Linked DNA regions of Ovis aries: region 2 is linked to region 1. A link is a contact called in public Hi-C data. All regions are on one chromosome and are shown on one strand. The core of a region is the stretch at or near the end of the contact, and the rest is flanking DNA. Distances in the headings are between cores, read along the strand shown. Region 1 overlaps RAD51B (RAD51 paralog B). Region 2 overlaps RAD51B (RAD51 paralog B).

Region 1 (4,038 bases), core at 601-3,100:
ACCAAACAAAATGCTGATCCGTTGGTGGGCTCTATGCTGTCATCTAAACTGTTATGGAGAGAACTATTTATGTTATAATGTTGTTATGAATTAACTCAGTGGCCCACATCTCTCTGTATGTGAAATGCACTTGACCTTAGAAGAAAAAAAAATCTGAACCAGAATCCTCATTGAAGTCTGACTTGGCTACAATAAGAATTCATTAAAAACACAGAAGCTACATTTCCTAGGAAATGCAGGCTTTTTCCTGTATTTGGGAGCGGTAAAGGATACGCCCAAGAACTTGGAACAGATACAACCCTGGCAGATAAACAAAAGATCTGAAGGGCAGAACTTCCTTTTTATTCCCTGAGCTCTCTCTCCCATTGTCTAAGAGAAGATGGGGCAAATACCCAGACAGAAGCTGCTTCAGTATTGTCTTTTATTGATAGGCTGCTTGTGTTCAGTGATTCCTCTGGCCCATAGTGTCTGCTGGACAGTTGGAGGCTTTTTGAAGCCATTGTATTGTTAGAGAATAATTAGGGTGAATGAAGCAGGGGGTAGGGGTTAACAACAATTCTTTGTTACGAGCAATTGCTAGTCTTGGCATCAGTATTGGTAACAAGGCCAATCTACTGGAAGGGATGGAAACAAAAGAAGGAAAGGTTGCCGTTGGTTTGTCTAATCCATCCAGCAAATCCACCCATGCATGGCCATTGTGCTTTGTGAGCTCTCTGGAAATGCCTTTGGTCACACTGCATTCCAAGCCACTGGGTGGGTGATCTCTAGGCGGATCTCATACATGGATTTCCTAGAATGCTTCCCATAGCAAAAAAGTGGATGCACAGGTGTTGCCTTGGCAACTAATCGGCATACTTCATAAAGAAAATAATCTTCTGACATTTGGGTAGATGCATGTCCTAACACAAAAGAGCTAAGATGTGTCGATTGACACCAAGGTGAACACACCTGTGTAGAACCATGGCCTGTGTCCTCGCTTTCTCCTCCATCCTCTCTGGGACAGTCAGGCCCTGTCCTGGTCATCGTGGTCTTGAGCTCACTTGAATTGTGATCTAGAGGAGCCCTAGCCAGGGTAGGGTCCAGCAAACTGGGGTGGCTATCAATTTAATGCTTCTAGGAAAATGGTTCTTATTAAAAGACTTTATAAACTGGTTGCCTATCTCAGCTTGCCCATTTGGGGAACTGGAGCTGCTGCTGCATTCAGAGTCAAGGTGATGTCTAGTTGTGGTTGATCAGATACCTGATGTATTAATAATACATGGCAGAGTACCTTACATGGGGGCCTAGGTTCCTACTTAGAGTCTGTTGTTCAGATTTTATAGCATCCGTGTAATTCTGTCGCATGTGCTGCTTCCTACACCCTCCTCCCAAATCAGCTTTCTGACAAGGGTGCCCAAGCACAGAGGGGGTGTGCCTCAAATAGTTGATTCAAATTGTACAACAGAAGTTACCCCATATATCCCTTCCTGTTGCTTGTCGAGAAGGACAGACACAGAGGCAGTTTGGAAGTGGATGGAGGCATCTCTCCAACGAGATTTTTTTGACCTTAGACACACCACCCTGAAAGGTGAAATCCTGTTCTCATGTATTAAATAGGGCTTTAATGTTACAGTCTGATTTAGACCAACGATGATTTACATTTGAAATCTCAAACGGGGAATGTTCAAGGTTGATCCTAAACTCTGAGCAGTTAGGGCAGAGGTGGTGTTTACCTATGTGTTATGCTGAGTGTATCTACACTCCCAGGCGTGGAGTGGTGGGTGTTAGGCAGTGGGTAGGGGAGAGAGAGGTGGTGTGGGGCTTTAAGGAGCGGGGAGGACAGACAGAGTGTGCTTATTTTCAGTTTGTCAGCTGTTCTGGAAAACTGCCAAAATGAATGAGCTACAACAAGCCCTCATGGTTGTTGTAAGCCAAGGCGAGGCTAGGCCCCTCCTTTTAAAAGGCTCTGTGGAATTTAGACTTAAAACTTCATATGTATTTGGTTTGGGGCAAATGTGAAATCCCTGAACTTTCCCCAGGAAAATATTAGCTCCCTGGAACACACAGTGGGTCCTAACTCTCTGGACAGAAGTGTGTCTTGAGAGAGAAAAAAGAATCCAGCACCTTCCCATTTAGCCTCCTGGCTCGGTTTGGCCAGGAGAGAAAGATTGATGAAAACCCTGATTAGATCTGTCTCCATGGCCTCCAGCAGATTATTGGAAAGGCCTGAAAAAATCCTTTTGATACAGGGGGTAGAGGTTCCAGTGGACGGGGCAGGGGTGGGGTGGGGGGGGAAGGCTGAATCTTGCTGGCCCAAATGTGCCGGGATGCATATAAACAAGCAGCCGGTGGGGGTGGTGGGGGGAAGAATGAGCAAAGGCTGAGCATTTTTACAAGACTAGGCACCGAAATTCTCCTAAGGGAGACGGAACCTGGAACATTTAAAATAAGGCACTTCCATATGGGAAGAAGAGCCTGTAAACTCAGTGTGGTTGAGATTTCAGAAACAGAAATCCATGGCTAGGTTTTTCTAGGCAGGACTTGTATCCTCTGTTGGCAGTCAGGTTCCAAGCCTGACCCCTCTGCCGTGTGACTCTGGTCTGACGTTCATGTCAGGAAAACTCTAGGCTGTTTTTGCCGTCCTCCCTGCTAATGTTGACATTGGTAGGGAGAGAGGAAATCTGGATAAATAGAACTCTTTTCTTGGCGTTGTTAAAAATATTACTAAAAAGAGCAAAGGGTGTTTTCGGAGCTACATGGAAGCAAAGTCTTTCTTTGGAACTTTGAAAGCCTAGGTAGGTGGCTGGGTAAGCATTTTCTCGCAGCCTGTTTGTTTTAGCCTGTGGTGGTTTCTGATTAGCTTTAAGATTCTGATAGAGGGCACACACCCCCCCATCCCTCAGTGGCTCTCTCTCCTGATGCTGTCCTTTGTATCTTGTGATTGAAAACTTACACACCGTTAGGACTTTTCTGAAGATCACATTGTAGCTGGTCTACCAGGAGCTTTAAATTTTCTTGAAATTTTACTGTCAAAAGCAGAAGAACAGCTTTTCATCATTGAACTGGGAGGGGCAGTTTTGTTTGCCCCTTACGTTTTGTGCTTTCAGAAACTGAAATTGAGAACTCCAAGCAACTTGCCTGAAGTTATACCATTTAGTTAGTATGGCCTGATGCCTGGGTTATTATCACAACAAAAGCTGTGCCCCCAGAAGGAAATTTCGGTTCAGATTCTCTATAACTTTAAGAACATGGACAAATATATGGATTTTAGTAAAAACAGCTGATCAAGATAACCTCATCATTCTCAAGGGAATGTAACTTTGAGGAGACACATTTGGAATAACCTGATTTTACACGATAATACAAATTCCTTCTCTACTCTAGTGGGGGAGACTTTCCTATGTTGCATAAGCTATTTGAACATTTTCTAATTTAATACTTCTTATAATCGTAAAGACATTTGTGCTGTGCTCAGCCGCTTCATTGGTCTCCAACTCTTTGTGACACTGTGGTCTGTAGCCCACCAGGCTCCTCTGTCCATGGGGATTCTCCAGGCAAGAATAGTGGAGAGGGTTGCCATGCCCTCCTCCAGGGGATCTTCCCAACTCAGGGATCGAACCTGCATCTCCTGAGTCTCCTGCATTGCAGGCAGATTGTTGACCCACCGAGCCACCTGGGAAGTATACTTATTTGAGAATAAACACAAATTGGTTATGCAAGCCCTTCACACAGAGGGCTCCGTAGATGTAACTGATGCTGTCAGCCAAGGAAGGGTACGACAGAGCAGCGGAGATGGTCTCCATAGTGCTTTCTAGCTGACAGGCGCCTTTGCATACATGTTCAAACTGATCCTCTGGACAGTTTTGTAAAAGTAGGAAAAGCAGGCATAAGTACAACTGTTTTCCAGAAAAGAAAAACAAAGCTCAGAGATACAGAGTAACTCACCCAGCACAGGTGGGTGCTGAGTTGGGTCTCAAACCCAGGCTTTCACTCTAAGCCCGCGGTTCGTTTCATTACCCCCTGATACATGCATACACAGGTGACAGTGCCTTGTGGAGC
Region 2 (3,937 bases), core at 747-3,246, 140 kb after region 1:
TAACCTCATACCTTCTGCAGTTCCTCTCCGGCTTTTAGCTTGAGACCATATTCTTCCTACTTTTCTGCCCAAACTTGTGAGGCAGAAATGCTACCGCTATTAAAACTGTTTGGTTTTCTACCCAAAGTTCCTTTGTTTCAATGGTGAGCAAAAGAATCTCTCCTTGGAAATAACTCTCTTACAAATTGCTGGCCCAGCTGCAACTTTCCGCATCAGCCACACCCACGTCACCTCCCCTTCAAACCTTCTTGCCTCCATCTGTTTCCCTGTCTCTGGGCTAACACAATACCAGTATCTGTCTGGAGCAGATAGTGAGCTCTGCCACAAACAGAGGAGGCCTTGTCTAAAGAAGGAAAAGGCTTTGCTCTAGAAATCAGGTGACCTGGACTTCTGGCTTGGTTTTGCTAATAGCCATTTGTGTGGCTTAGGAGAGTCAGTGTCTTCTCAAACCTAAGTTCCTTCATCCATAAAAGGAAAGGGTGAGACAAGAATCAAGATTTCTCAAAATGGGGGCTGTAGCAACTTGGAATCTGCATATTCTGTAGGCTTTTGTATTTTTTATGTTTTTATTTTAAATATATACATATATTTTTTTATTATTATGAAGACAATACTTTGCAATGAAAAGACATTTTCAATAAGTAAATCCTAAGTTTCTTAAGTTGACAATTCTGAAACTCAGACTAAGGTCTTAGAGGTTTCTAAATATATTTTTGGTGTCTCAAATAATTTTTGTCCTTTAAAAGGAAGCCATATATCATTCCCCTTTGAGAAACACTGGACTATTTCCATATACTCATAAACTAGATATATAAGTGGGACAAAATATTAGCTCTTTCTTATCCTCATCCTGCTCAACCTAATTATTTTTAGACCACCCTAATGGGCTTCTTTAGTTTTCATAACTGAAATATCCCCTGTTTTCAATCACTATGTATTAATTCATAGAGCATGTTTCTCCCAAAAGCAGTTTCTCTTTCCCTTTAAGACTCAGATGAGTTAATTTATTGGTAATTGACCTGGTTGAGACCACCTTCTTCTATAAAGGCTTCTGTGATGGTTGAAGTGAAAAGATGAGCTCCTTTCATCCGTGACCTTAAGACTGAGCAATCGCACCTATATATATGCCTTCTATTTTCAGACTATAAAAAATGCCTCCTTTCATGTAGGTTATTTCTTTTGATTCTCGATGCAATCTCATTTTGTAAGTAAACAAGTAGGAGCCCCATTTTACAGATGAAGACACTGAGATCCAGAGATGCCTCCTATCTTTTCTTTTTTATTAAAAATTTATTTATTTTTAATTGAAGAATAATTGCTTTACAGTATTGTGTTAGTTTCTACCAGACATCAGCGTGAATCAGCCATAGGTCTACCTGTGTCCCCTCCTACTTGAACATCCCTCCCACCTCCCCCTCATCCCTCCCCTCTAGGTTGTTACCAAGCACCAGTTTGAGTTCCCTGAGTCATACAGCAAGCTCCCCTTGGCTATCTGTTTCACATATGGTAATGTATGCTTCCATGTTACTCTCTCCACAATCCTACCCTTTCTTCCCCTGCCCCCAGCCATGTCCATAAGTCCATTAGGCCTCCTATCTTCTGACTCAGTTTACTCGTTCTTTCCAACAATAATGCTTCTTCATCCAATAATAGCAGCAATATATATTGGGTAGTTATGATTTGCCATATTGTGCTGTTCCACTGTGGTTTTGTTCCAGGAAATTTTAAGTGAAGCTTCTCACTTAGGATAGACTAATATTACCAGGCTTGTTCAGCCTGACATAAGTCATATGACATTATTTACTAAAAGACCTAGCTGGTCTTACTCAGCCCAGTTCCTTGTACTTAGAGATTACTCAATAAATATTTATTGGAGGATGAGTGCATAGATGAGCAACTCTAAAAAAATCATCCTTCCGATAAAAACTCATACACTGGAGATAATTTTTGCTGCACAGATTTTTGCCAACATTTGTTCTAGTTCTCAGTCAATTGGATTTGCTCAAAGACTGCCAAGTGCTTTAAAGGGAAAAGGACAGGGAACTGCTGAGAGAGGTGCACTGAGCAGCCGGCAGAGGAAATCCCCTTTCTGGCTTTATCTACCTTCCTGCCTGTGATCGGTTTCCTCGGCTCAGAGTAGATATGGGAAATGGTGTCACTTTGCCTGGAGCTGACTGAAATAATCAACTCCCACTGTAGGGAGACGAGAGAAATGATGGATATGTTTGAAGAGTACATGGAAAGGCAGATCAGTGGAACCGAGTTAGAAGGTGAGGATGGAAAGCAGAGCAGCTGGTGGGAAGACGGTTTCTGTGGTCAGGCTATGTCTGAGTGGAGAGGGGAGAAAAGTTTGGTGTGCTCCTTCCATGGTGTGGTTTGGCTCTTTCCCTCTGCTTCCCAAGAGAACTCTTAGTGACCAGGGACATCACATTTCAATCAAGGCAGCTCTCTCTGGGCTGGTAAGCTAGGCTTCCAAGGGTGTGGTGAAGTTATAGCAGGCTGACCAGGGAGTCTCCTGGTCACAAAGGGATCTAGTCACCCTCTTCCGCTGTTGGCGGCTGTTGTGCTGTCTATAAACATATAGTGTTCGCTCACATACTCATAAATGCTGGTTATTGTCATATGATTGCATTGTCTATGAAAGTGGATTGCCTGGAAAAAGTGATTCCACTTCTTTTTTATATACTCATTGTTCCTGGAACCACTTCCTGAAATTCCAGGCTTCTCTTTTTCTTTAGCTGTCATTTTCTTAAACTACTTCTTTCTCGGAGCCCCAGGGTTCTGGAGATGTTCTTGTGCTAAAATGGGCTTCTAAGTAGCTTCTGGGAACTGTGTGGAATGGGTCTGGCTCCGGCTGGTCAATGAGGAGGCTCCTTTGCCTCCTGATTATTCCTCTCTGACAGCAGTTGTCGGTTATATTGAAAAGCTAAGGATGTGAGGGGACCAGAGTGAAATTGCAGAGCATGGTCACCCAGCCAAACTGAAACACACATGATTAACTGACCACACACATGGTCTTGGAATGACATCTCACTTGGGGAGTAAAAGCCAAGGATTGTGGTTAGTGCCCCAGCAGGCCCCAGATGGTTAGAGTTAATATACACCTGTACTTTCTGCCAGGCAGTTTTCATCAGTTTCCTCAGGATGTCAGTGTGTGTGTATAATTAAGAGTATTTAATCACATTATAATTCCCCACAGAGAGATGGAGGTGGGGCGGTGGGGGGTGGGGGGTGGAGCAGGATCGCTGGTTTTTACAATCACAGAGAGTCATCGGTTGAAAAAGAAACCGAGAAAAGCCAAGTCTTGAGCTATGTCTGTGCCATGCTCCTCGGAAGCTGGGCTGGCACAGCCCCTCGAGTGACATTGCAGTGAAAACTTAACCCACATGTTTTGCTGCAGTCTCAGGGTTCTCGGTGTTAGGTTAGAATACTTGAATACTATGTTTTAATTCTCCCTCCGCTGAGGCTGTGTTTGTGGAAACCCATGTGAGGCAACCTTCAGTTTGAAAGGGTAATGACTCTAGTCTTGTGAAAATAAATGAGGCGGACACTTCAGTCATTTTAAGTTAGATCTGACCAACAGAGTCCATTTAACCAGCATCTATTGATAGGATTCTAAATTAAAAGAGTGGAACCTAAGCCATGAAATCATCTTTATGTTTATGTTAAATCCTTCATTTTTTCCAGCTTTTCTATATATTCTCTTTTCTTCATCCTGTCAATCGCCAGATTTAGCTGCTGAAAGTGACTTCTTATTTTGGACGAGGAAACCAAGTCCCATTGACAGTAAGGGACTTTTAGGATCACACAGCTCATTAGCTAGTTAGAGTCTGGGCCACCAGAATTCTCATCTTTTCACTTTACCAGGTAGTCATCCCTAGGATATATATTTTTACCTGTTCCTTAGAAGACTTTTGGTAATGTGAGCTTCACTTGA

The links. Hi-C and Micro-C count contacts between places; a contact is called where the count stands out from the background.
Region 2: a contact with region 1 is called in a Hi-C map of tail adipose tissue, with 4 times the contacts expected there. The contact joins two enhancer-like sites. A contact is called at or near these places in 3 of 16 Hi-C or Micro-C datasets (omental adipose tissue, retroperitoneal adipose tissue and tail adipose tissue).

What each region holds. Positions count from the first base shown.
Region 1 is chr7:78,142,626-78,146,663 of ARS-UI_Ramb_v3.0, forward strand. The region is part of intron 7 of RAD51B (RAD51 paralog B); the gene reads left to right. Among named protein-coding and RNA genes, the nearest start is that of RAD51B, 390 kb to the left of the region's middle. Within about 2 kb of position 1,851, at least 19 of the 54 cell types and tissues checked have an H3K27ac peak or open chromatin away from gene starts, as enhancers often do. A contact at or near this core is called in tail adipose tissue, where this site is marked.
Region 2 is chr7:78,279,990-78,283,926 of ARS-UI_Ramb_v3.0, forward strand. The region is part of intron 8 of RAD51B (RAD51 paralog B); the gene reads left to right. Among named protein-coding and RNA genes, the nearest start is that of ZFP36L1, 420 kb to the right of the region's middle. Within about 2 kb of position 1,997, at least 11 of the 54 cell types and tissues checked have an H3K27ac peak or open chromatin away from gene starts, as enhancers often do. A contact at or near this core is called in tail adipose tissue, where this site is marked.